4 separate regions of the Mus musculus genome follow, and regions 2, 3 and 4 are each linked to region 1. Evidence: chromatin contacts called from public ChIA-PET, HiCAR-type and promoter capture Hi-C data. All regions are on one chromosome and are shown on one strand. Each heading gives the region's core, a stretch centred on a gene start, on an enhancer-like site or on the middle of the called end of the contact. The rest is flanking DNA. Distances are from core to core; before and after follow the strand shown.

Region 1 (6,309 bases), core at 3,159-5,658:
CTTTGGGAAATCACCAAACGGGGGAGGGAAGTGTCTTAGGGGATGAAGTCCTGGTAGAGGCCTGTGGTTGAGGCTGCAGGGTTCATGGAGGTAAAGCTGAAGACGAGGAGTGGCCACCGGGCTGCCTGGTCAGGTACGTGAAGACTAAGCCCCTGGAGGAGATCTCCACGCTCTCCTGCCCATTAGGGACTCTGAGATTACAGACTTTTTCCTGGGCACATCCCTAAAGGATGAGTTCTAAAGACCAGGCCAGTACAAAGTAGACCCGGGTTGGCATGCAGACCAGGTTCAAGGCTCTTGTTACTACTGGAGACTACAATGGTCACTTTGCTCTTGGTGCTAAGTGCTCCAAGGACCTGACCTCTGCCATCTGAGGGACCACCATTTTGGTCAAGCTTTCCATCATCCCTGTTCCTGTTGGGAGAGTCTACCTGGGGAAACAAGATTGGCAAGCCCCACACTGTTCCTTGTAAGGTGACAGGCCCCCATTGCTCTGTGTTGGTGTGCTTCATCCCTGCCCCAAGAGACACTGCCATCCATCTCTGCCCCTGTGCCCAAGAAGCTACTGCTGATGGCTGGCATTGAGGACTGCTACACAGCAGCCAGGGCTGCACTGCCACCCTGGACAACTTTACCAAGGCCACCTTTGATCCTATCTCCAAGACCCACAGCTACCTGACACCCCCGCCTCTGGAAAGAGACTTGTGTTCATCAAGTCTCCTTGTCAGGAATTCGCTGGCCATCTTGTGAAAACTCACACCAGAGGCTCTGTTCAGTGTACCTAGGTTCCAGTTATGGCTACCACATAAGGGTTTTTATACTAGAAAAATAAAGTGAATTAAGTCTGTGTTTGTTTGTTTGTTTGTTTGTTTGTTTAAAGAATTTAAAGGGCCCAGCAAGATGGCTCAGTAGGTAAAGGTACTTTGCCACCAGATACAAACCTGATGGTATGAGTTTGGGCCTTGGTATCCACATGGAGGAGGAAGAAGAGAACTACAACTCTACAAGATTGTCTTCTCATTTCTACATGCTCTGTGGTAAATGCACTTTCCCACATACACATATTGCACACGTGCGCACACAAACACAAATATGATGATGAAGATGGTGGTGGTGGTGCTGCTGCTGCTGAAAGGGAGTATTCCGGAAGCACCCCACCCCTACGCCAGCCCCTGCTTTGAAAGCCTGGTAGTCCTCTGAAACTACATCTGAGATTCAGTAGCAGGCCGGGGCCAGCTGTGGTGAACTCCTTTAATACCTTCACTAGAGAGGCATCAGACGAAACTCAGATGAAATCTCTTGAGTCTGAGGCCAGCCTAGTCTACATCGTCAATTCTGGACCAGCAAGTCCCAGTCTCAAAAACAAAACAAAAGAAACCCCAAACCAAGCACACACACACACACACACACACAAACAAATAACAACAAATAACCCAGCAAACAAACACCAAAAACAAAGAGTGCCTCTCTTCCTCTCTTGCTATATAGCCAGCCACAACTCTTGTCTCGAAAGTCAGTTCTCCAACAGTGAAACCACACAAACACACAGACACACAGACACACACACACACACACACACACACACACACACACACGCACGCACACATCATAAATCCTGTCATTTGTACAAAGCCATGTGACAAACTGGCACAGCTTGGTTCATTGCCCCAGGTACACACATGGAAACCACCATCAATCATTGACAGAAAATAAATACTAATGACCACAGTTCCAGGGGTTGACCAAGGTTCAATCATAGTTCTAGATTTCCTTGAAGATAGAAGAGAACGAGCAACTTCTTCTACTGTTTTAACTTTTCTCCCTAGATGCCTAACCATTCCACCTCAGTGTGTTTTCTGAAAAGCCCATGCTGGCTTTAGTGCTTTGAGATACCACTCGTACCAGGACTCAGGCTTCATATACACTCTCTGGCTTTTCTCTCCTGTTTCAGGTTTACTCAAACAATGGGGTATACAGATACCAGGTAGAAAGTTTTATGGAATGTTCAATGATCAATGGAGGGTACACATCAATATCATTTCTTCTTTATGATGTTTATCAGTATAAAAGAACTATATATTTTTTAAAGATTTATTTATTTTATGCATATGAGTACACTACCATTGATCTCTTCAGATGCACCAGAAGAGGGCATCAGACCCCATTACAGATGGCTGTGAGCCACCACGTGGTTGCTGGGAATTGAACTCAGGACCTCTGAAAGAGCTGTCGGTGCTCTTAACTGCTGAGTCATCTCTCCAGCCCAAGAGCTATGTTTTTTTTTTTTATTTAGCTCTTTTATCCTGATTTTATCCAGTCTGTATTTTCTTTTGTCATTTGGCGTGTTAGAGACAAGAGTGGGAAGGCAGTTTGTGCCTGTGATCCCGGCACTCGAGAGGCTGATGCCCTCAGAAGATTCCTGTAGTGTATGTCGGGGCGTCTCTGTAGTGCCAGGAGTTTGAGCCGTAAGTCTTCATGTGTCATTTGAGTGAAGCAGCAGAGAGCTCAGTCCAGGACCAGAAGTGGATATCTTTCAAACCTGCCTGTAGTTATCACCACTTCTGGCTAGGTCACACAAGCCAGAGGTTTCATAACTCCCAAACAGGACCACCAGTTGGGGACCACGTGTTCAAACACAAACCTGTGGAGGGACATCCATATTCAAACCATAGCATGTTCCTCTCAGTCCCCATAGGTTCCTGGGTTATCTCATAATGGAAAAATGTGTTTAGTCCAACTTTCGGGAGCCTCTACATCTTTTCTTGTTTGTTTTATTTTTACTTGTTTATTTTTAAAGATTTTATTTATTTATTTATTATATGTAAGTACACTGTAGTTGTCTTCAGATCTCATTAAGGATGGTTGTGAGCCACCATGTGGTTCCTGGGATTTGAACTCAGGACCTCTGGAAGAGCAGTCAGTGCTCTTAACCGCTGAGCCATCTCTCCAGCCCCTGTTTTATTTTTTAAAGATTTTTGTTTTGTTTTGTTTTTGTTTTTCAAGACAGGGTTTCTCTGTGTAGCCCTGGCTGTCCTGGAACTCACTCTGTAGACCAGGTTGGCCTTGAATTCAGAAATCAGCCTGCCTATGCCTCCTGAGTGCTGGGATTAAAGGCATGTGTCACCACGCCCGGCCTTTTTTAAAGATTTATTTACTTTATATACACAGTAGCTGTCTTCAGACACACCCGAAGAGGGCTTAGGATCCCATTACAGATGGTTGTGAACCACCATGTGGTTGCTAGGATTTGAACTCATGCCCTCTGGAAGAGCAGTCAGTGCTCTTAACTGCTGAGCCATCTTTCCAGCCAGCCCTGGGTTTGTTTGTTTGTTTGTTTGTTTTAGACAGTGTTTCTCTGTTATGCTCTGGCTATCCTGGAACTCACTCTGTAGACTGGCCTAGGACTCAAGAGATTTGCCCGTTTCTGCCTCAGTGCTGGGATTAAAGGTTCCTTTACCACTTGGCTCCAATTGAAAACTATATTTTATTTATTTTTCATTTTTATGTGTAGCATGTTTTGCTTGCATATATGTATGTTCACCATTTGCATCCCTGGTGCCCAGAGAGGACAAAAGACAGCATCTGGAACTAGATGGTTGTGAACAGCCATTTGGGTGCTTGGAAGAGGGGTTCTTCTTAAAGGGCCTCTCTGCACGAGCATCGAAGTGCTCTTAACAGCTGGAGCCATCTTTCCAGCTCAAGACACCTCCACGTTTAACTGTCTCAATAGTGTTCAAAAGTCCAAAGACACCCTTCAGTGGGTAAGGTCTGGAACTTTTCTCTTCCTTTTGGAGACAGGGGTGTTGGAGTGCTGCCCAGGTGGGTCTCAAATTCCTTGGCTCTAACATTCTGCCTACTCAAGGCTGAAATTAATAAGTAGGTAACCATACTTGGCTTATGTGGTTATTCTTATCAAAGCTGTCCTCTAACTTTTCCCCCTCATTTCTCAGAAATCATTTCGCGAATCAGTTCTCTCCCTCTAACATGGGTATTGAACTCAGGTCGTCACACTTGGAGGCAAATTTTTTACCTGCTGAGCCAGCTTAGGGTTTTTGTTTGTTTGTTTGGTGAGACAAGGTCTTACTAAGTAGATAGATGCCATTAACCATGGACGGAAAACCACAATTAGTCCTCAAAATGAAACCATCACTCCTAATTCAAGAACACATGGCATCTAGAGTTCAATGTTCCATGAATAAACTGGTGCAAGTAAAATACTGAAACTGTAGCATTTTAGACTCTCCTGAACAGCACACTGCAGGCTTCGACCGCGAAAACCGGTGAGCTTCCTTCAAGGCGTGGCCCACACGCCCCGCCCCAACCTGAGCAGCTCCGCCTCACCTAGGTAGCCTAGGTGAACCACACTTCCCAGCGGCCTCTGCGGAGCGCCGGCGCCTGCGCACTGGTACGAAAGGGGGCTCGTGCTCAACTCGCGCGCTAGCCGTCCGACTCGCCTTGCCTCGCTCTCAACTCGCCAGATTTCTGATCCCCGCCATGGACGAGGCTGAGACGGACGCCACGGAAAACAAGCGCGCCTCTGAGGCCAAGCGAGCCTCAGCCATGCCGCCACCGCCACCGCCTCCGCCTCCCATCTCTCCGCCCGCCCTCATCCCGGCACCCGCGGCCGGCGAGGAGGGCCCGGCGTCCCTGGGCCAGGCGGGCGCTGCCGGCTGCTCTCGCTCTCGGCCCCCGGCGTTGGAGCCCGAGCGCAGCCTGGGCCGCTTGAGAGGCCGCTTCGAGGACTACGATGAAGAGTTGGAAGAGGAGGAGGAGATGGAGGAGGAAGAAGAGGAGGAGGAAGAGATGAGCCACTTCTCTCTGCGTCTGGAGTCCGGACGGGCAGACTCCGAGGACGAGGAGGAGGTATCGACGACCCTGCCAGACCTGGCTGCGCTCGAGCGGCCTCTGGGACCCAGCGGGGCGCAGACCTGTGGTTGCCGTTGTCGCTGGAGCTCGCGGCGCTTGTGTAGCGCTCCATCCCCGCCCACCCAGGCGTGGCCTCTCTCCGGCTTCATTTATTTTGTGGAGTCCTTGCAGATCATTTAGGGCACTCTGGGTCCCGTTTTTTTGTTTGTTTTTGTTTTTGTTTTTTTTACATTCTGTAAAAGTCTTTGCGTAACGTGGAGGGAGTTAGATGTCTAAGGCTACTGGCAGGTGTACTCTTTTTTTTCTGCAGGATGTTGAGAGGGTTTGGGACCCCTCCCCCATTAAAAATAAATAACAAATGTGTGAAGAAAGGCATCCCGGGGATAGGGTGTAGGCCAGTTGATACAGTGTATCTCTGCCCTGCAGGACGCTCGGAGTTCGAGTCACAGCACTGTCTACACTGGATGTGGTAGTAGACACTTGTTACTACCAACATTCGTGAGGCAGAGGCAGCAAGTTCAAAGTCATCCTTGGTAATGTGGGGAGACCAGGCAGGTTTAAGGGCTTTTTGTAAACCAACAAAAGAACAGGTGCCTTTCACTGTTAGTTTCCTATATGTCAGAGAACTGGGACCGCTTAGATACAGTGTTTTCTTTAGATTGGATATTTTGAAGGGTTGGAGTGCAATTAAGTTACACTGCTTATAATGAAATCTTGGGATCATGGCTTAACTTGTTTTGAAATGAGACCTTGTAGTGTTGGCTTTGGACTGGGTTTGATGTTGTGATTTTAAAAAGATAAAGGGGTATTAATATATGTTCTATGGGGGTGTGGCGAGGTGTGGGGGAAGGGGGTGCCCCAGCGGGCCCATGCCAAGGCATCCCTTACCCCTGAGGGACCAGCCACACGACGATATAGTATAGAATAGAGTTTATTCAGGGCATGGGGAGGGAAGTTAAGAGGGTAGTAGAGGCAGAGAGAGAGAGACAGAGTAGAGAAGTGGAGGAGGGCCATGACCACGTGTAGAGAGGGCGGGAAGGGAATGGGGAGAGAGATGGAGCAAGGGAGGGAAGAGGCAAGGGAGAGAAGCAGGAGTAAGAGGAGGGGGCAAGCAGTCCCTTTTATAGTGGGCCAAACCTACCTAGCTGTTGCCAGGTAACTGTGGGGAGGAGCATACCTGGCTGTTGCCAAGTAACTGTGGGGGTGGAGTCCAGACCCTACCAACACTCTTGGGCTCAGATGTCACAGCTGACTTGTGTAAGTTGGAATATAGGCATTAGACTTCCTACTTGCAGCTAGCTTCTGAATTTGAGAAGGGAAAGGCTTGTATCCTAAAATGGTTACTGTTGCACTTACAGCGCCTGATAAACCTTGTCGAGCTGACCCCCTACATCCTGTGTTCGATTTGCAAAGGTTACCTGATAGATGCAACCACCATTACAG
Region 2 (6,350 bases), core at 3,004-5,503, 900 kb after region 1:
CGGCTACCTTCCCTGTCAGCTCACTGACGTGGTAACTAGCCTCAGTCTAGCCCGCTGCCTGGTAACTGCGAGAGTCCTGCCGCGCTCAGCCAATCAGAGCGTGGCACTCTGAAAAGTGGCATTCCGACTATCCAATCGAAGAAAGAAATTAGCTCTGGGAGGCGTGCAATGCCCAAAGAGACCAGATTACAAGGGAAAGAAGAGTAGGTAGGGGACAGCCAACGGATACGAGGATTCTCTGACTGACAGTTACAGAAGCCAATAAACAATGAAAAATTGTGCTGGGCGGTTGAAGAGGTGGGGTCAGATAGGGTTCGGTTGCAGTGCGCTGTTTAGCAGTGGCTGCTGGGCATCCTGGGCAGGAAGGCTATGATTTGCTGGAAAGGGGGCGGGGTCCGTTTTGAGAGCTTGAGCGGGCGACCCTACTCCCCCAACTTCATCCTACCAAAGTCACCTGGGCTTTACTACTTTAGGGATCGCTCTCTTTCCAGGCAGGTCTGGGGTTGAAACGCGTTCCTAAATCCGGCCCGTGCAATCTTGCCTACGCCCTCCTGTCTTCTGTGCCCCACTTGGGTATATGTGCCTGTCTCATCCTAACTCTGATTTTTGCATTTTCTACTCCATTCCTACCATCCAGAAATAGAGAAAATGGTAGCAGAAATCTTGGATACCTAATTAGAGTATCCTCATTTTCCAGACGTGGAAAGAGTTCTACCGAGGAAAGCTGGATCCATGCATAGCAGAGAAAAACATACACCTACCCCAGCCAATTCGGTGCGGAGAGTAAGGGGCATGGGGGTACTTAATACTTCTTTTTAAAAAGAAAGAATTTGTCTATTTTAAGATAATGCTCTTAGCCACTAAACCATCTCTCCAGCCTCCCTCAATACTTGGTATACCTTACTCCATAGGGCTATATGACTCTCAGTTCAGCCCTTCCTATTAAGCCTTGGACAAATCTTAATGAACGATTGGTGGAGGTGTATGAGGATCAAGTCTGAGGGCCTAATCTCACACCATTAGTCCACATCGTTAACAAAAAGAAGAAGAAGAAGAAGAAGAAGAAGAAGAAGAAGAAGAAGAAGAAGAAGAAGAAGAAGAAGAAGAAGAAGAAGAAGAAGAGGAAGAAGAGGAAGAAGAGGAAGAAGAAGAAGAAGAAGAAGAAGAAGAAGAAGAAGAAGAAGAAGAAGAAGAAGAAGAAGAAGAAGAAGAAGAAGAAGAAGATGATGATGATGATGATGATGATTTCCCATTTTCCTTCGAAATGCGGACAGGTGAGACTGGAAAGGAAGCTTAGCAGTTAAGTGTGCTTGCTGCTCTTCCAGAAGACCTGAGTTCAGTTCCCAGGATGTACATAGCACTATCTACTGTAACTCCAGCTCCAGAGGGATCCAACACTTTGGGCACATACTCACACAGAGACACGCGCGCTCTCGTGTGTGTGTGTGTGTGTGTGTGTGTGTGTGTGTGAGAGAGAGAGAGAGAGGGGGGGGGAGAGAGAGAGAGAGAGAGAGAGATCTTTCTGTAACCCTGGCTACTGACTGTCCTTGAAGCCCAGGCTGGCTTCAACCTCACAGAGATCTACCTGCCACTGCCTCCCAAATGCTGCACCACTATGCCAGGCACAGACACATACATTTCAAATAATAAAAAATAAATCTTTTGTTTGTTTGTTTTTCAAAACAGAGTTTCTCTGGGTAACAGCCCTGGCTGCCTGGCTGCCCTGGAATTCACTTTGTAGACCAGGCTGGCCTCGAACTCAGGTCTGTCTGCCTGCCTCTGCCTCTCAAGTGCTGGGATTAAAGTCATATGCTACCATGTCCAGCAAAGCAAACCTTTTCTAAGGCCATTGGAATGTGGCCTTGAAACAGGCACCCAAGGCATCCATAGGTTATGATCCTCTAATTTAAAAAACCATCAGAGCCAAATCCAATATGAAGAATCCCCCAACAACTCCCTGTGTCTATGCATTGGTCTTGGTCTCTAGGTCCAGCTAGGAACCTAAAGGAAGTCAGATGAAGATGATACGATCACCAAGGTATTTCATTCTATGATACCTCTGAGCCATTTTTCTCTTCGTTTGGTCTTTAGGGCTTCTCTCAGGTTGGAGAGCAAATAGGAAAACCCTGTAAGTAAACTAAAACTCCCTACTCTCCCCTCCCTATCTAGGTATGCCTCCAGACATTAGACATCTTAGAAGTATGTGATTATCAATTAAAGATGGAGAGAGAGACAGAGAGAAAGCAATCCCCAGCCCCTCACAGGTGCTACACATCATTTAACAGATAAAACAGGTTTTTTTTTTATTTATTTCAGTGCAACATTTATTGAGTTTCTTTTTCCTTCTCTCTCCAGCCCCTTTCGCTCCAGCCCAGAGATTTATTTATTTATTATATGTAAGTACACTGTAGCTGTCTTCAGACACACCAGAATCAGAGGGCATCAGATCCCATTACAGATGGTTGTGACCCACCATGTGGTTGCTGGGATTTGAACTCAGGACCTCTGGAAGAGCAGTCAGTGCGCTTAACCGCTGAGCCATCTCTCCAGCCCCCCATTTATTGAGTTTCTATATGCCTGTGAATAGAAAAAGAGGAAAGAAATGCTTCTTGTTCTCCTAAATTTTATTTTATACAAGTCAACACATCAGTTGATTCCTTCAATATGGAGGATGGAGTGATATCAAATCTATACATAAGGGGTCATGAGAGCAAGAAGCTACACCTTTGGCCAGCCTGGAAGTTCAGGCAAGGCTTCTCAGATAAAACAGAACCTAAGTGGAACTCAGAAATTAGGATCAGCAATATAACGACTGTTTTTGTTGTTGTTGTTGTTGTTTTTTGTTGTTGTTGTTGTTTTTTTTGTTTTTTGTTTTTGGTCAGGAAAAATTAGAGGTCGTTCAGGATGAACAAAACTGAAGATGAAGACAAATCAGGGCACTCAGTACAATGCACAGAGGTAGGATAATAGTTGAACGTTTAGGGCCAGCCAAAACCAGAGAGCTACAGAGCAAGACTCTATTGAAGGGGGGATTGGAAGTTCAGGTCCTGAAGATCAAATATGCCACATTAGGAAACTTTGACTTTCTCCTGAAGGCAGTAAAGAGAACTATCGTGCTTTAAAAATTGATACGTATGCTTAGATTCATCTTTGGAGCATACTGCACGGGGCTTAAGGACTCTCAGGGGCACTAAGTAACCCGCCTGTCATACTCCTTGGACACCTGTCCTGTCCCTTGCAAACACTTAATCCAAAAACGCCAACGCTACCCTTACCCACAGGACCAAATCTGTTGTCGTGGGAAACACGACACGGCTGAGGCCAGGAAAGCACAGCCCAGGCAAATTGATAACTGCAGCGTGAGAGGCCGAGTGCTCACACCTTTGAAGCACACAAGGCCAGACAGCCACTGGAAGCCAGGGAGGCATCGTTGTTACTTGTCCAAGGTCAGTGAGTGAGGGAAGATGCTGCTGTATACCACTTTGATTTCTCTCGTTCCAAATCCTGCTTTCTCCAAGTTATCTTCTTTAGGGGAGAAAAAAAAAAATAGAGATAGCTAAGGAGAGAAAGATAGGATGGAAAGGAGGGGTGGTCTTTAAAAAAGAAAGCCTTTCGAAGTGATAGAGTAGGGAGCAAAGCGGTGGTCAGAAGAAAAAAGGAAGGCGCACGAGGACTGGAATAGAGACAAAAGAGTGGAAAGACAGACAGCGACAAGTGGAGAAAATCGGCGAAACGAGCGGCAGCAAAGTGTGGGAGCTGAGACCCGACAGCCGGGTTCTCTGTCCCGCCTGACGGTCCTGCAGCCGTCTCCCCCGGCACTGCTTCTCGTGACTCCGGGGAGAGCCCAAGGCCTCAATTAGCCACAGTTCGGGCTGGACTCAGGGGCGACACGGACCACCGTACTTTTGCTAGCTTTGCCGAACCCGAGAGTCCCAGCTGGAGCGCAGTCCGGGCCACGTGGGGAGGGGGCGTTGCTCAGTGGATGGCAAACGCTTCTGATTGGCCATAGGGGCGGAGTTCTTGGCTGCCGGGTGGCAGGACCCCTCCCACTAAGGTGGGGCCTAAAGGTTCACAGCTGGAAAGGGAGGAGCAAGGGCGGCGCATCTGGAAAGGGGCGGGCCTGGGGCGCGCGGCATGCTGCGGCGGGCTGGGGGCGCCCTGGGTTGCCATAAAGTGAATGGGCGCCGGCGGGGGGTGGCACTGCACTGTGAGACTCACTCTCTCCTCCGCTAGCCTGGGAGAGCCCAGCGGAGCGGCCGCCCCAGAGCAGGGGGGCGGCCCCCACCCCGCAGGGTGCCTGGCCCCTGGCCCCTGCCTGCGCTCCAGAACGCCGCCGCCACAGCCACCACCCGGAGTCTGCCTGCTGCGGGACGCACTGTGAGTACTTGACCATGCAGGGAATAGGGGCTCAGGGGACCGAGGGACCAAGGCTGGTCCTGGGACTCCTAAAAGGAAACCTGGGGCGGTTGAACTCTGGTGTTTGGGGAATCGGTCAAAAGGGAAAAGGCGTATAGTAGCCCCGGGGCTGGGACATGGGAGAAGGGAAACTCTGAGGAAGGACGTGGGGGACTGAGAAGAGATTTAGGGGACTCAGAGAGAAGCCGAAGAACTGCACGAACCACAGAGTGGGTAGTCTGGAAACCTTTACCAGAGAGCACCTTGAAATCTAGGGGCAAGCGGCAAGGGCCAGAAGGTGATAAGGGTAGCCAACTGAGGAGAGGGCAGCGGTCGCTCAGCCTAAGGGCAACAGGCGGCTCGCAGCGCCACTTGGCCCAGGCTTAGACAGACTCCAGCGTCTGGAAGTAGGGGTGCGCGTAGTAGCTCATGCTTTCCTTCCCAGCTGCTCCGCAGTTGGAATTGGAGCCCTGTTGCGAGAGTCGCTACTGGGTCAGATGGCCGCTGCGAGCTACAGGGCCCAAGCTGCCAGCACAACGCGACACGACTGGCAGGTCTGTCGTGGGCCGTTTGGATCTGGAAGGGTCCAGATCTGGAGCCTCCTCGGAATCGGACAGAATGTCAGCGGCACGTGGGGTTTGGAACGGATAGAACGCTTGGGGCGGCAAAGTGGGTCTCTCTGGGGAGCAGACGATGTGTCCAGCAGTGGTGAACGGAATGTCCCTGGCCGACTGGCATGTCCACCTATCCGGCAGCGCCTGCCCAGCTGCGTTATGTGCCATGGGGTCGGCTCGGTGGGTCCCCTGAAATCCCAGCTCCCAGTTTTCAAACTTGATTTTGCCTCTCCTGCCCGTTTGGGCCTGAAAGGAGCTGGGAGAGTAAAGGGTGCAGCACGGCCTTGGGGCAGGGTTCCTCTGCAAGACAACCCCCGCTCCAGCTCAAAGAGATCAGGGCATCAGTAGACTTCCCCAATCCAAACTGAGGAAAGACTAAGCCCTACAAAGGGAAGACTAAGCTACAGGGTGCAGCAGCCGCAGGCCACTCACAAGCCTCCGAGGGGCTCAGTCCCCTCACAAACTCGAAGTCAACTGTTAGGCCTTCTTTCTTTCTTTCTAACCCTAATTCCAGTACAACTGACCGGATACCCTCAAATTCCTAGTCTGGTTGTTAGCCCACTCAAGGCTCCTTGACCAACTAAGAACCTTCCAGACAAGAAAATTTTAACCCTTTCACAAAGCAAAGCCTATGGTCTTGAGAAAGGGGCCGCTGAAATTCCGACTCTGTGGTCCCACGGGGTGCCTTTACTAGCCTCTCAGCCTGGCCAGGAAGAATGTCTCAGTTTGCTTTCTTTCTGGCTGAGGCTGATTCCTTTGGACCAATACAATGACCACACTCCCTGACCACCAACTCTAGCTAGAGCCCAGTTAGGCAGAAGAGGACAGAGCAAAGGGAACTCTGAATCTATTCTCGCAAACATGACAACTCAGCCAGGGGGTGAGTTTTCAGGAGGACTAACGCAAGGCACTGTTTAACAATGAGTTATCTTTTAAAGAAAGAAAGAAAGAAAGAAAGAAAGAAAGAAAGAAAGAAAGAAAGAGAGAGAGAGAGAGAGAGAGAGAGAGAGAGAGAGAAAGGAAGAAAGAAAGGGAGTGGGAGAGGAGGAGGCTACTTTTCTCATTCTCCACCCAAGAGTAAAATATAATTCTTATTTCTTACACGCCTACTTCCATTCCTCAGTCCTAAAGTTTTCTTAGGTACTGGCTAAGACCTTGTTCCTCATCTTTTATTTGTCCCTTGCTCTCCTTGATAAATAGAAAACCATGCCTCAACTGCTCCCATCTCATTATCATACAGGTCTCAGGGTTTTATGCTCCCGTTGCTTTGGGAAAAAAAAGAAAAAAAAATCACTGAAACTATCCAGGAAATGAAAGACTCCATGTTAGAGAAGAAAGAAA
Region 3 (6,960 bases), core at 2,045-4,544, 980 kb after region 1:
ACCTGTGCGGCTGAGTAGAAGTAGTGCAGGTACCCATGAGAAGTCGCCCTCAGGCAGGTGCCAGGCAGTCTCTTTGGAGCCCTCCCCCCCCCCCGCCCCCCGCCCCTCACAAGCCTTACCAGCCTTCTGTGTGGGAAGTCCCTGGGCTTTTTTGTCCTCGTCCTCACTGCTGTCCTCACTGCTGTCACTGGATGAAGTCTCTTTCTTAGCCTTCTTGGTCACTGGTCCATTTGACTGTAACTTCACCTTTGGGGCTTTGGTGGACCTGCTGATGCAGAGAAGGCTGACCTCTGAGGGATCAGGACCTTCTCAAACTAAGGAACACAGCCCAGCCCAACCCACCTAGGGGAGAACACAGCCCAAGTGCACCAGGAAAGCTTACTTGAGCCAGAAGCTATAGATGTCCAAGAGGGACGAGGCATTGGCGTCCTGCTGTGTCTGTAAGAAAGGAGGCGTGGCTAAGGAAGCAGTATGCTCCTCTGGGTCAGATTCTGTTACTCCTTGATCAAATGTAATCTGTCAGCCAGGCATGGTCCCAGCACTTCAAAGAAAGAGGCTGGCAGATCAGTGAGTTCAAGGCCCACCTGGACTACATACAGAGTTCCAGACAGCCAGGGTTATGTAAAGAGACCTTGTCTCAAAAGTTATGCTATCTCCCTACTTAACTCAAAATGGATGTTACATCTTAAGACTTTTCCTACTTGTATAACTCAGGAGGAAAATATTACGCTTACATATCACCTAACTTTGAGCGTGAAAACTTTATGGTATATCCCTGTGCCTTTCCATATCTTTTAAAGTCTTAGAAATGTTGTACCAATTGATAACAGAGCGTTAGCTGAGGGCTGGAGAGATGGCTAAGTCGCTGAGAGAGCATGTTACTCTCCCAGAGGACCTGAGTTCATTACCAGCACCCAGAACAGGAGACGCAACAGTACCTGTTAACTCCACATACAGAGCTTCTGACATCTCTGGCCTCATAATTTCTAACTATTAACTTTTTTTTTTCTAATTAAATGACTTTTAAAGGCAGAAAGGCAGGGCTAGATAGGTGGCTCAGTGGTTAAGAGCACTGTCTGCTCCTTCAGAAGACCCAGGTTCAACTCCCAGTACTCACATGGCAGCTCTCACACAGACAGACATGCAGGCAAAACACAAATGTGCAGAATAAACTGTAAGCAAACAGAAAGGTGCGAGGTACGGTGGCACGCGCCTTTAACTCTAGCACATGGAAAGGAGAGGCAAGCAGATCGGAGTTTAAGCCAGCTTGGTCTACATAGTGAGTTCAAGGACAGCCAGAACATAGAGACCCTGCCTTAAGGAGGGAGGGAGGGTGCCGAGCAGTGGTGACACACACCTTTAATCCCAGCACTTGGAAGGCAGAGGCAGAGGCAGGCGGATTTCTGAGTTCAAGGCCAGACTGGTCTACTGAGTTCCAGGACAGCCAGGGCTACACAGAGAAACCCTGTCTCGAAAAACCAAAAAAATAAAGTAAAATAGGAGGGAGGGAAGAAGAGGAGAGTAATAATGAGCACTGGCTAGATGGTCCATCAATTCAGAGCACATGGAGTTGGGGGGGGGGGTTGGGGGATGTATTACCAGATCACATGTCAGGCTGTCCCGGCTGAAAGAACTCCCTTATTATGAGACTGACCTGATCTTTCCTTTTGTGGCAAAAATCACCTTTTTGTATTTTGCTACAAAGAAGTAACCTATCTCAAAAGATCTGGTGGCCTATAACCCAAGAGTCCCAGGATCTAAGGCCTACAGCCTTTCAAGGTGTTTCCACGAACACTACAGCTTTTCTTTCATTTTTTTTCCCCCTTATTTATGTGAGTTCATCTTTGCTGTCTTCAGACACACTAGAAGAATGGGCATCTGATCCCATTACAGATGGTTGTGAGCCACCATGTGGTTGGTTGCTGAGAATTGAACTCGGGACCTCTAAAAGAGCAGTCAGTGGTCGTAACTGCTGAGCCGTCTCTCCAGCCCGCTACAGCTTTTCTTAAGGTGCAGAGTAAACATTTTGCTCTTACATAACAGCTGTCACTCACCCCATGTTCCTGTGTGCCTACAATGGAGTTACTACTTTGTGCATTTTTCTCTCAGTGAGTCTCATTCACTCAAAAGCTGTAAATTGGGCTGAGCATGGTGATATACACCTTTAATCCCAGCACTTGGTAGACAGAGACTGAGCTGAGTTCAAGGCCAGTATGGTATACAAAGTGTGCTGCAGGGCAGTAAGGCACTTAGCATGAAGAGGCTGTGACAAGAGGTACAGAAGTTCATATCCATCCTCCACTACACAAGGACTACATGAACTTTGTCTCAAACAAAAGGCTGCTGGGATCATACATGCAGAAAGCCGCAGAGCCTGGCCTAACATCACTACCTGGAGCTCCAAGCTCAGTGCCAACTTAACACAGGCGGACGCTCACTACTCCTAGAGTATACTGAAAGCAACCTATCACCACACTCATTCATTTTTTTCTTTTTAAAAAAATAAGTAAATACAATATGAAGTCCTAGCTATCATTACTTCGCAATTTATCCCTGCACTCACTCATCTTCTTTTGTAAAAACAAACAAGTGTATAAATAGAATCCAAGCCTTCATTACTAAAATCTTTGAGTCTCAGGTAAAACTGCAATTAAGGGTAAGTCCAACAAAAAGTACAGAAGAACCACGCACCGCCAACCCAATGCTCCCGGAGGGATCTAGCGCCACATGTCCTGGGTCACGAGGGACCCATGCCTGTCACCGCTGCAAAAACTCACACCAAGTAAAAGCCGTAATACTCGGAGCTAGCTAGTCAGACATGGTGGAAGGAGACACCGAGACCTCCAGCCTGAGGAAGGTCCGCAGAGAAGCTGGGCAGACAACGGACTGACAGACCCCAGCCCTCGCCTCCTTAACTTCTAAAGCCGACAAGGCCTAGATTAGCTCGGAGAGTCGTCCCACCCCGGCCCGCAGACCAAACCAAGGACTCACAGCGCCGGTCGCTTTTGCAAATTTACTGGCCACCTCCGAGAGTTGGCTATCCCGCAGAAATCTGAGCACAAGGGGATAAAGGTCGCTGGGAACCACGCGGCGCAAGCCGGTATCCGCCATGCTCCGGGTAAAACGCGTCACTACCGTTGCGCACGCGGCACGACTTAAGAACACCAAAGCACAGCCCGGGTCGAGGGCGGGTCCAGTGTCGTCATCAAGTCGCGCGCGGCGCGCAGCGGAAAAGAGTGGCGCACACGAGGTCGCGTACCCTCCACCCGGGAGGAGAGACCCAGACTAAATCTAGAAGTTGCTTCCGGTCCCACACGCGTCATCATCCTGCAGGGGGCGGAGCCCACGAGCCGCCCACTAAGGAGGCGGAGCTTCTACGTCAGATGCCACGCTCCTGTCCGAGGCGGGAAAACTTGCAAATTCCCGCGCATTACCTTTGCTGAATGGGCTTCTTCCTACTGTAGATTTCCAAGCCCTGGCTGCTACTGAGACCTCACAGTACTGAATGGACTAACAATAATGGGTGCACTGGAGAACTCGAGGCTCTTTCAACCCTTCTAGAGGTGTCACCTACTGCTCAAACTCCCACGGACAATGGCTTCCTCCCTCCCTTCACACCCAGTGAAGTCCTTCAGGATACCACCCAGACCCAGACTCAAATCAGAGGATCCTAAAAGTTGTGGTGACAAGGTGTTGGTACCCCACATTGTCTGTCAGTCATAGCTAGGTTACAAGACAGTTATCCTTCCCATCTACAATTCGGAGAACAGGAACACGGGACCATCCCAGGGAAAAGATCAAGAAAAATCCTTTCTTCCTAAAGAAAGAAGTCACAGTGAATTCGGAAAACTTCAGTATCAGCTACTGTCCAGGTCAGGAAGCAATAAAGATGCACTTCCGGTGAATACCTTTCTTTTACTTTCCTCAAAACAGGCGCTCCTTCTAAAAGGACCCGTTATCCTATTTCCCAGAGGTGCTTCTATGCATACACAATCGTTTGTTTGTTTGTTTTGGCTTGTTTTTTTTTTTTCCAAGACAGAAAGGTTTCTCCGTATAGCCCTGGCTGTCCTGGAACTAACTTTGTAGACCAGGCTGGCCTCGAACTTAGAAATCCGTCTGCCTCCCGAGTGCTGGGATTAAAGGCTTGCGCCACCACGCCCGGCCTCAAAATCGTTTTTTTTAAAATACACACACCACCGGGCGGTGGTGGCGTACACCTTTAATCGCAGCACTCGGGAGGCAGAGGCAGGCGGATTTCTGAGTTCGAGGCCAGCCTGGTCTACAAAGTGACTTCCAGGACAGCCAGGGCTACACGGAGAAACCCTGTCTCGGAAAAAAAGAAAAAAAAAAAAAATTCACAAACCAAGATGGTGATCAAAACCAAACTGGTGAGCTTTAATGACACTTAATAGACACTAACCCCAGTTGAGAAAACTTTTATTCTCATAGGTATGGTGGCAAATGATTTTTTTGTTGTTGTTTTGTTTTGTTTTTCCGAGACAGGATTTCTCTGTAGCCCTGGCTGTCCTGGAGCTCACTTTGTAGACCAGGCTGGCCTTGAACTCAGAAATCCGCCTGCCTCTGCCACCCGAAAGCTGGGATTAAAGGCATGAGCCACCACACCCGGAGGCTAATGATTTTAAACCCAGAGTTGAGAGGCAAAAATTGCAGATGTCTGAGAGAGGGAGAAGATAAGAGGGAGAGGGGGGATAGAGAGAGATAAGGAGGTGGAAGGGGAGGAGTTTGACATAGTAACCAGGCCATGATGGCACACACTTTTAATCCATCCCAGCACTTGGGAAGCAGAAGCAGGTGACCTCACGAGTGAGATCCAGGACAGCCAGGGCTATACAGAAAAACCCTGGCTGGAAAAACAAAAAAAAGCAAAACCAACAAACAACTGTACCTCCTTCACCCCACAAGAGTCTGTATCCTAAAATTATCTTCATGCACAGGCCTAGCAGCTCTCACTGAAGAGAGTAGGCAGGAGAACCGGGATTCCAGTCCAGCCTGCACAGCTCTACAGAATTTAGAAAGGGCCGGTGTAAATGCTAGCCGTGCAAGCATAAACACCCGAGTTCAGATCCTTGACACGGCTGTACAAGCAGGGCACAGTGGCTTGCATCCGTAGTCCTAGGGCTGGCAGGGTACTGATGACCCTGGAGCTCACTGGCTAGATTTCTCCGTTCAAAAATAAAGGGAGGGGGCTTGGAAACATGGCCAGTCTGGCCTAGACTGCAAATTCTACAACAGCTAAACATTTGAGCCTGTTTCAAATAAACTCGTCAGATGAGGTGTAGTGGCACACACCTTTAATCCCAGCATCCAGAAGGCAAAGGCAGGAGGATCTTTTGAGTTTTGAGGCCAGCCAGGGATTCTTGCCTCAAACAAAAAACACAAAAGTGGGGAACGAGATACTGGACACAAATCTCTGGCATCCAGACATGGTTCTTACCGCCACACACAATGCACAAACGGGTATGTACACGTACAATTATCCTTCCCCCAGAAAGGGTGGCTGCGTTAGTTCAACAATACAGCTCTTGCTTCCCCATGTCTGAGCCTCTAAACTCAAACCCCACCCAGTGCTTCAATAACAAAAAAGGGGGGGTGGGGTGTTAGTGCCTAAAACCTTTGTCTAACACGAAGGACCTGAGGGACTGATTCTCCAGAGCCTCCACAACAAACTGCCAGGTGTGGCAGGCGGAGAATGGCTTCCTAGGGACACAATGGCCAAGCCAGTTTAGTGAGCTTCAGGGCTGTGAAGATGTGAAGAGGTCAGGACTCGTGAGGTGGGTCTAAGAAACCGTCCTGCCTCTGTACACACATATGCTGCCTCCCACACACATACAGAACAGGCTGGGGATGGGGCTGGAGAGTGCTTGTCTAACATACACTAAGTTCTGGGTTCAATGCCCAGCATCATATAAACCAGATGTGGTAACGTGGGTGCTTGGAATCCTAGCACTTGGGTGGTGGAGAGGTAGAAGCTCAAGGTCACCTTTAGCTACACAGAATGAGGATACAGGAGTCTTGTCAAAATATAAACTTCACATGCCTTTCAAGTTCGAGACGTTTTTTCCTGCCTTATTTTACATGTGACAGATGTGAGAGGCCAAGTCAATGTGACCTTACACCTATAGAAGAGGGCCTAGGAACTGAGTGACGGCTTACTGTGTTCAGAGAAATACCAGATAGACATTAGCACACAGAAAGGACACGCTGGAAGTTCCCTCTAGTTCATGTTTATTAGAGTTCCCCCCCCCACCACCTTACATAGAAATTCAAGTTAATTTGTTCAACACCTGTTATTAAAAACCAAATACCACTTAAAAATCCCAATTTAACACATTTTTATTGAACTTTTTTCTCCATTTCCTTATAAAACAGTCATTTTCCACACTAGCAGCTCTCCCCTAGAGTTGGGGAGGGGGTTGGAAGAGGCTGGACACCTCCAGAGAAAATGGGTAGGGGAGGAATGCCCAGGGTTACCTCCTGAGGTTCTTCTGGGCCTGTTTCAACAATGTATCAAAGTCAAGTGAATCGAATTTGCTCTTTACAGGAGCAGGATCAAAGTCTTCCCGATTGGAGTCTACAGAAGCAGAAAGGGACAAAAATTAAGGTCTCTTACCACACTTCTCAAATGGGAGCCATGGCCATCCAAGAAGCAGAGGGAGGCAAACTGCCCTGCTTGTGAAGAACGTGGGAGGCCCCTCCCACTCACCCACTCTGGGGTTCTCTGTATGTCAAACCCAGAGCAAGCTTTCCTCTCAAATGCTGTCAAGAAGCCCGTCTCCAACACTCACCAAGGTCAGAGTAACTCCTCTTGCAGAACTGCCTTCGGCCCCCAAAGCAGAGATCAAAGGGCTGCTCGTCTGCCTGCCGCAACTTGTGGCCACTCTCAATGGCTGCAAATGCCTCTTCAGCATAACGGTAAGTGACGAAACCATAGTTGTCACT
Region 4 (7,137 bases), core at 934-3,433, 720 kb after region 1:
GTTCAGTTTCCCTATGGCTCAGGGTCAAGCCCGGGCTACACAGTCCAGCTGTGCTCCCACCCCAAGGAAAGTTAGTCAGACCTGTAGGTTGACAAAGGGTGCGAAGCCTGCCATGTCCTGGAGTAGCACCAGAGCCTGGTGCAGGGGTGGTTCCACGTCGATGTCCACACCACGCTTCCGCAAGCGGCTCAGGCTCGGTTCAGCCACATGGTGGCAGTGCCGCACCCGCAGAGAGCGCAGCGCCGGGCAGTACTCGGCCAGTGTCCTGAGGGAGGAGTATGGTGATGCTAGGTGCTGAATCTCACGGTCTGGAGGGCCAGCCCTCTAAACCCGCAGCTGGCTCCAGCAAGTTCTAGCTTTCCCTCCAGCTCAGGGTCTGCTCTTTTTTACTGTACCTAAAGGAAGGGGCCAGGAAGGAATTACAGACTCCAGGCTCATTTGGGGTTTCTGGTTCTTAGAGAGTACCAATCCATAGTTCCTTCCAGTGTTTCTAGATTACCCACCTTGTTGCAGAAATGCCAGAAATCAACTTTATGTGACATTTCTCAGTGTGTCAATCTTGGCTCCCAAGTCTGTTTATTTTTTGTTTTTGTTTTTTTTTTGGGGGGGTTGTTTTGGTTTTGGTTTTTGGTTTTGTTTTGTTTTTAATTGTACACTTTCTAGCCTAAAAAATGCCAGAGGTCTTTCTAATGGGTCTTTGACAAGTACAACCCACCTCCCTATCCCCAAAGTGACTGCCCACTTCCTACAGTACCGCCCCCATGCCCAGGCACCTGACACCGTCGCTTCCGACCCGAAGGCAGCCGGTGAGGTCTAGGTGCTCGAGCTGCGGGCAGTTTCGAGCCAACTCTTGAACCGCAGTGTCCCCAACATTGGCGTTGACTGCTAATGAGAGGCTGCGGAGGCCCGCGCCGCGTCTCTGCGCCAGGTACACGATGGCCTCGTCCTTGAGTTGACGACAGGCGGTGAGGTCTAGCTCCTCCAGAGCCGGGCAGCGGTCAGCGAGGCCACGCAGTGCCAGCCCGTCCACCCAGTCACAGTGAGCGAGGGAAAGGCGCTGCAGACGCGGGCAGCCCTCAGCCAGCGCCCCCAGGGCTCGGCGACTCAGTTGGCCGCAGCCGGCCAGCGCTACGCTCCGGAGCTGTGGATTCCGTGCCAGCACCGGCACCAGGTCCTCGTCCGACAGCCATTCGTGACACGGAGCCAGCGCCAGCTCCTGCAGCCCCTCAGCATCCCGCAGTAGCCGGGCTAGTGCCGCCCGTGGAATCTGTGGACCCACCTACGGGCGGGAGACACGGAGACTCAAGTCTGTCCCCGGGGCGGGCCACTGCCTGGCAGCCGCCTAACTTCGGGACTTTGCCCCCTGCCCTCCCAGAAGGGACACCGAGCTCCCTCCGAGCCGCTGCCCTCTGGAATTCTCCACGTCTCACCCGGGGTCGGGAAGGGTTTACCGCGCAGCAGGGGCTGGCCTGGAGGCGGGGCGACGGTGGTACCCACGCGGGGGCGTGGCGTGGGCGTGGCTCCGGGCCCCGGCTCACCTGAGCGGCGTCGAAGCGGCGCAGCCTCGCCAAGTGCAGCTGAACGAGCGCCCGGAAGGCGCGACTGACGCGCTGCAGCCGGAGCAGCTGGCGCAGCGGGACCCAGTTCAGGACGTGCGGGAGCAGCACGTCTTCCCAGGGCAGGTCCAGGAGCCTGAGGGGGAAAACGGCGTTGACGTCCCCGGGCCGCTGTTACGTGCGAGTCCTTCTGTTATACCCGAGAGTCCCGGCTGGCAAGAGGGATCCGCGTCCGGCCCAGACTCGGCTGCCCTCCCTCCCTAGGCCCCTCCAGTGCTCGGTACCTGACAGCTCCTGGTTCTTGCTCCCCTCCGGACTGCTCCATTGGTGGCTCCATCGCTGTCTACTGCGCGTGCGCAGTAAGCTCCACTCGCTTTGGCCTTGAAGCGGCTGCGGCGAGCCCGCCTCCTTGGTCGGAAGAGACAGACCGATTTAATCGAGTGCGGTCTCACTGAGAATCCTTGTCAGGAAGCTTTTCGGATGGATCCCGAAACTGAGGCAGAACGGACCAGTGATGTACCATTAGATGTCTTCTCAGCTACAGGGCTTGAAGCCCGAGGCTGGAGTAGCGGCGAGCGAACACTGCTTTCGGTCTCCGTTGCGGGCCAGTAGCCGCCTCTGAGTGGTGATGGGAGGAGCAGACAAGGCCAAAGGCAGAAGGGGCGGAGCCAGGACTCCTAGGTTACCCAGTGCCTCCTTCTGTCCTCTGGTCGCCTTTAAGCGACTTTGGAAAAAGAAAAGGGGGAGAGGCTGCCCAGACTATAACTAGCTGGTATGTACTAGGTGCTCAATAAGCAACTGCCAAAAGACTAGATTAAATGGGCGACGCTAGGGCTTTTACTCTCAAGCACACTTGTTTAAACCTGCCATTTCTTGTGAAATGCACAATCATGACATCCATCTCTTTCCACTTCAGGGCAGCGTAGTCCGGCTCTTTGCCTAAGGACAAAGGACTATATAGGACCAGCCAGGTCTGCTTTCCAGCGGTCCAGAGTCCGAGAGGAATTGCCTGCTCAGTGCAGGCCACTAGCCGTACTGCTTTGACTGGTCCTGGATTAATTGTAGGGACATTGTCTTCCCAAAGCTCAACCACTAGGCTCCCCTTTCACTGCACCCCCAGATACTAAGCCCAAGTCCCTCTCTGGAGAACCCCTGGCGTAATATTTTCCTCCAACATCTGAGGTGGGTGTGGGGCATGCGAAAGACTGTAAGACCGCTGCATCCTATCTACATGATTGCGTGCCCTTATGCAAACATTTCAGCCGCTTCGTAACGAAAACTGCTTCCCATCCTTATCAGGGGTTTGGGTACATCAGCAAAGGTAGGAAGGACCGTCCATTTTAAAGACAGGCAAATCGAGGCTCTAGGGAGAAAGCTCCCTAACCAGGATCAAACGAAGCAAGGATAAAGAACCCAGAAATCCTGGTTTTCCCAGAATTCCTTCTACACTACCTCATTACTGAATTGTAGCATAAAGAGAAAAGCCAACTAGCACCGGAAAGACACAAGAGGGTGAAGGTGGATGAGGGGATTGCTTCCTCGTCTCAGTCTACTTGGGGAAGGGGTAGCCTGGAAGGATCTCTGCAAGATTGATGTGGGCGCGCACCACCTCCGGGCGCGCGCCTCCACACCCCCCCCTTTGTTCGCGCCTCTGCGCTTGCGCATTACGACAAATCTGGCGCTGTCCCCTTCAGCACCTCGCGGAACTCGCGCCACCCCTCCCCGCGGTGAGCCCCGCGCACCCCCGCTTCGAACGTCCTCGCACCCTCTGGCCACCCGAATCGACCCTCTCTTTCTTCCCAGGTCATAACTTGCCGGTCTTGGCCTTCCAAAGGAGAATAGTTACCATAGTAACTCGTGTGGCGTTTTCCTAAAAGAGCCAGACCCTTTTCCACCCTGGCCAAGGGCACAAGGTTTGCCTGTGCTTCTTGTCCCAGTCTCGGGGTCATCCCTTCTAAACTCTCGTCCCTGAAAAGGCGGGACGATTAACCTAGGCAGTAAGGAAGTTCCTCCTGGAGTCTGATTTATCCTTCCTCTGCACTCCGGGTTGGGGTTCAGGACAGGACTCCTGGGTCTGAGGTTCAGAACCCCAAAGTGTTTATGACTGCATTCGCTTAATGTCCCTTCCATAGTTGGGTCTTCTGGTTTTAGGGGGCGGGTCCGATCTACTCCGTACCGTGTGCTTTGCGTGGCCGCGTGCTTGTGGGGGCGGGAGCGCGTGTGGCATGTAACAGGTCATGTGGCAGCCTCCTAGGGACACGCGTGGGGTCTGGAGCAGGACAGGCGTATGCATCTGGACCCTACGTGTGGTTCAGATGATGGACGAGAGAGAACTGAACACGAGTGGGGTGGGGCATATGAGGGTTTAGGGAACAGAATGGGGTCTTCCACATTCTCCCTTTCCTCTGGTGTGAGTCTTAGGTAGTGACTAGGTGGTGACATTCTTTGGGACTTAGGGCCCTGGGAATGGAGGGAGGTTGGGGGGGGGGGATTAGCGTTGCTTGAGCAGAGCGTGGGGAGGGGTGGAGGAGGGACTGAGAGGCGGGCGGGCGGGCCTGGAGCGAGCGGGAGCCTTGCTGCTTTTACAGCTGAGCGGGGCCCAGCCTCTCTGCCTCTCTTCGATTCCAGCTCCTGACGAGCAGCGGTGAGTACTGGGGTGCCTTGGAGGAGGGCCTTCACAGGGGAGGTCCAGGCTCCTGTTGAGCTTTAAGAACCTGTCTGGCTGGGGTGCTGCTCCTGACAGCTTTCTCTATGCTGCTGCTTTGCCATCAGAGGCCCGGTTTTCCTTTATGGTCTCTTCTGGGCTGGGCAAGATATTTCATATCCCTGGAGTTGAGGGAGAGGGATGTGGTGCAGCCCCCTCACCCACCCAGACTTGGTTACTGGTGTGGGGAGGAGAGAATGTGTGTCTCTGATTCTGTGAGCAAATATGCATTTGTGTTTATGATTGTGACGAGGAGGTCTCTGATACACCTGTTTCTGTGTGCATCAGAGAACGAGAGCCTGAATTTTGGGAACCTCTTTGTGTGCTATTATTTGGTGATGTGTGTGTGTGTGTGTGTGTGTGTGTGTGTGTAAGATAAGCATGTGCTTTTCCATCATACACATATTTGTTATGACTGTGATTGTATGAGGGTGTGTCTATGAGCAGTACTGCGTGTGTACTGGAGGGTGTTGCCTATGAATGTGTTAACTACTGATACTTTGTCCTTCTGCATGTGTGTATATGAATTCTTGTGTGTGTTTATACATGGGTGTGTGTGTGTGTGTGTGCATGTACTGGTATGGAGAATAGAATATCTATTCCCCACTCAGCAATCTATGGACCGATGTTAAGGCCTCTTCAGACCCTTCCTTCTCTCCTCTTCCCTCTCAACACTCCATCACCCCCATGCAACCCCCTTTTTCTTCCCTCTCCTTCAAAGAAGCATGGTTTCTCCTATTCTAAGTGAGGGTCCCCCATAAGTGGAACTGTAGAGGATACATGGCCTCTATCATCCAGAAGATAAGATTCCAGCCTCCACCCAAGAGAGAGTTCCCGGCTGCCCCAGAACACAACTCCATGAGCTGAATTAGCTTGCTCTTTCACCATAAAGTGATGCTCAGGGCTCCCAGACAGAAGAAGAGGAGCCCCTGGAAGCTTTCCAAAGCAGGAGTCCCCCGGATGGCTGATCCCACATTCCCAGGATAGGTCTCTGGACTTTAGAAGGCCCAACCCACCTTCCCATCTCTGTCTCTGCTGCCCCGCCTGTCTGACTCCAAAGCACTCCACCCATGTTCTCCTTCCTCTCTTGCAGGCCTGTCTGAAGAGCATGCAGCCCCCTTACTCCCTGCCTGGCCTCGCCATCCCTGCCCCCCCAGCCTGACCCCCCGGCTCCAGCATGGCCCAGGGTGCCATGCGCTTCTGCTCAGAAGGCGACTGTGCCATCTCCCCACCACGATGTCCTCGTCGCTGGCTCCCCGAAGGCCCAGTGCCCCAAAGTCCCCCAGCCAGCATGTATGGCAGCACAGGATCCCTTATACGACGAGTGGTGGGCCCAGGTCCTCGAGGCCGGGATCTGGGACGTGTGACAGCACCTTGTACCCCTCTGCGAGCCCCTCCCTCACCCCATATAGCTCCCTCACCCTGGGGACCCTCTTCACCCACTGGGCAGCCTCCACCAGGGGCACAGAGTTCTGTGGTCATCTTCCGTTTTGTGGAGAAGGCCAGTGTGAGGCCACTGAATGGCCTACCTGCTTCTGGAGGCCTGAGTCGGAGCTGGGACCTGGGCGGGATTTCTGCCCCCAGGCCCACCCCAGCCCTTGGACCTGGCTGCAACCGGAAGTTGCGGCTAGAGGCATCCACATCAGACCCACTCCCAGCTGGAGGAGGCTCTGTTCTTCCTGGCAGCAGGGACCCCTCACGTGGACCATTGGTCCCACCCCAGATCGGGGCAGATGGGCTTTACTCCTCCCTCCCCAATGGGCTGGGGGGGACCCCTGAGCACCTGGCCATGCACTTCCGAGGACCTGCAGACACCGGATTCCTAAACCAGGTATGAAATCTGCCTTGGGCTGCCTGGGGCCCTAGTACCTCAGCTAAGGGACAAATCTCAGCCCCTGTTGGACTGAGGTTTGTCTTACAGTCACCCAAATCCTTTAATGTCCTAAATGAGCTTTTATTGCCCTCTGTCACTGTATCCCTGCACCTTCATCTCTGTCCCGTGTGGTTTTCTTTCTGGAACTCCATATTCTTGTGTCTGTCTGTCTGGTTCTCATTGGGGTCCTGTGCCTTTCACTCCCTCTTTGGCTCAGGGGGACACCTGGTCCTCCCCCCGGGAAGTCTCCTCTCATGCCCAGAGAATCGCTCGAGCCAAGTGGGAATTCTTCTATGGCTCCTTGGACGCCCCCAGCTCAGGTAAGGCTTGAACTTAGCCCAGGGGAGGAGGGCAGGACCTTCTCTACAGCAGCTGAGGCCTGGCAAAGAGGCATCCCTTCAAACCTCCCTCCTGTTTGGCTTCCCTGGGCTCCTAAGTCAGCCAAAAGTCTCTCCAGGCTCCAGTCTTTCATCTGTGTCCTGAGGGTTGGGCTGGGCTCTGGAGGAAGCTGGATAGTAGAGGAGGGGAGGTCCAGATATCAGGGGTTACTCCTAGGACTAGAAAATAGTCTGGTTTCTTCATAGTTATTTGATAGGGGCTTGATTTAAGATGAGTCCCGCCGGCATTTGGATCAAGTAAAGGGTGTGGCAGATAGACAGTAGTAAATGATGAAGAGTTTCCAGCCCATGTAAGACCGTGGGGAAGCTATCCAACATGACTTACCTCCTGACCTTGCTATCTATGCATACAGGTGCTAAGCCCCCAGAGCAGGTCCTCCCATCACGTGGGGTGGGCTCCAAGCAAGGCTCTGGGGTGGCTGTGGGGCGAGCAGCCAAGTACTCCGAGACAGACCTGGACAAGGTGCCCCTGAGGTGCTACCGAGAGACTGACATCGATGAGGTGCTGGCTGAGCGGGAGGAGGCCGACTCTGCCATTGAGAGTCAGCCCAGCTCTGAGGGCCCCCATGGCACTGCCCAACCACCTGCCTCACGACCTAGCCCATG

The links. ChIA-PET counts read pairs in DNA pulled down with a chosen protein or histone mark. HiCAR-type assays count read pairs that join an accessible place to other places. Capture Hi-C pulls out chosen DNA fragments and counts their contacts.
Region 2: a HiCAR-type map of astrocytes shows a contact between it and region 1, with 5 times the contacts expected there. The contact joins the promoter of Pitx3 here to the promoter of Pcgf6 in region 1. A contact is called at or near these places in 3 of 115 datasets of contacts at active chromatin or transcription factors (astrocytes, bone marrow-derived macrophages and pancreatic cancer cells).
Region 3: a promoter capture Hi-C map of liver shows a contact between it and region 1, with 3 times the contacts expected there. The contact joins the promoter of Nolc1 here to the promoter of Pcgf6 in region 1. A contact is called at or near these places in 6 of 39 promoter capture datasets (cranial neural crest, embryonic stem cells, erythroid cells and 3 more) and 1 of 9 other capture datasets (liver).
Region 4: a contact with region 1 is called in an RNA polymerase II ChIA-PET map of memory CD8 T cells, with 6 read pairs. The contact joins the promoter of Fbxl15 here to the promoter of Pcgf6 in region 1. A contact is called at or near these places in 6 of 39 promoter capture datasets (cranial neural crest, erythroid cells, frontonasal cranial neural crest and 3 more), 2 of 115 datasets of contacts at active chromatin or transcription factors (memory CD8 T cells and pancreatic cancer cells) and 2 of 9 other capture datasets (liver and macrophages).

What each region holds. Positions count from the first base shown.
Region 1 is chr19:47,049,005-47,055,313 of GRCm38.p6, reverse strand. It overlaps Pcgf6 (polycomb group ring finger 6), which reads left to right and starts at 4,408. Exons shown (of 10, transcript NM_027654.3): 1 at 4,408-4,863; 2 at 6,225-6,309. The coding sequence starts at 4,495.
Region 2 is chr19:46,146,228-46,152,577 of GRCm38.p6, reverse strand. Pitx3 (paired-like homeodomain transcription factor 3) reads left to right here and starts at 4,253. Exons shown (of 4, transcript NM_008852.4): 1 at 4,253-4,377. It overlaps Gbf1 (golgi-specific brefeldin A-resistance factor 1), which reads right to left and starts at 20. Exons shown (of 40, transcript NM_178930.3): 1 at 1-20.
Region 3 is chr19:46,072,181-46,079,140 of GRCm38.p6, reverse strand. It overlaps Nolc1 (nucleolar and coiled-body phosphoprotein 1), which reads right to left and starts at 3,294. Exons shown (of 13, transcript NM_001039353.2): 1 at 2,992-3,294; 2 at 383-438; 3 at 120-265; 4 at 1-10. The coding sequence starts at 3,111. It overlaps Pprc1 (peroxisome proliferative activated receptor, gamma, coactivator-related 1), which reads right to left. Exons shown (of 14, transcript NM_001081214.1): 13 at 6,807-6,958; 14 at 6,232-6,592. The coding sequence ends at 6,489. RefSeq lists cis regulatory regions at 3,337-3,343, 3,366-3,372 and an enhancer at 3,314-3,385.
Region 4 is chr19:46,323,230-46,330,366 of GRCm38.p6, reverse strand. It overlaps Fbxl15 (F-box and leucine-rich repeat protein 15), which reads right to left and starts at 2,183. Exons shown (of 4, transcript NM_133694.2): 1 at 1,841-2,183; 2 at 1,539-1,692; 3 at 774-1,279; 4 at 1-265. The coding sequence starts at 1,893. The coding sequence ends at 76. It overlaps Psd (pleckstrin and Sec7 domain containing), which reads left to right and starts at 3,211. Exons shown (of 18, transcript NM_028627.2): 1 at 3,211-3,283; 2 at 4,145-4,200; 3 at 5,354-6,091; 4 at 6,351-6,453; 5 at 6,885-7,137. The coding sequence starts at 5,438. Cuedc2 (CUE domain containing 2) reads left to right here. Exons shown (of 9, transcript NM_001164291.1): 9 at 1-555.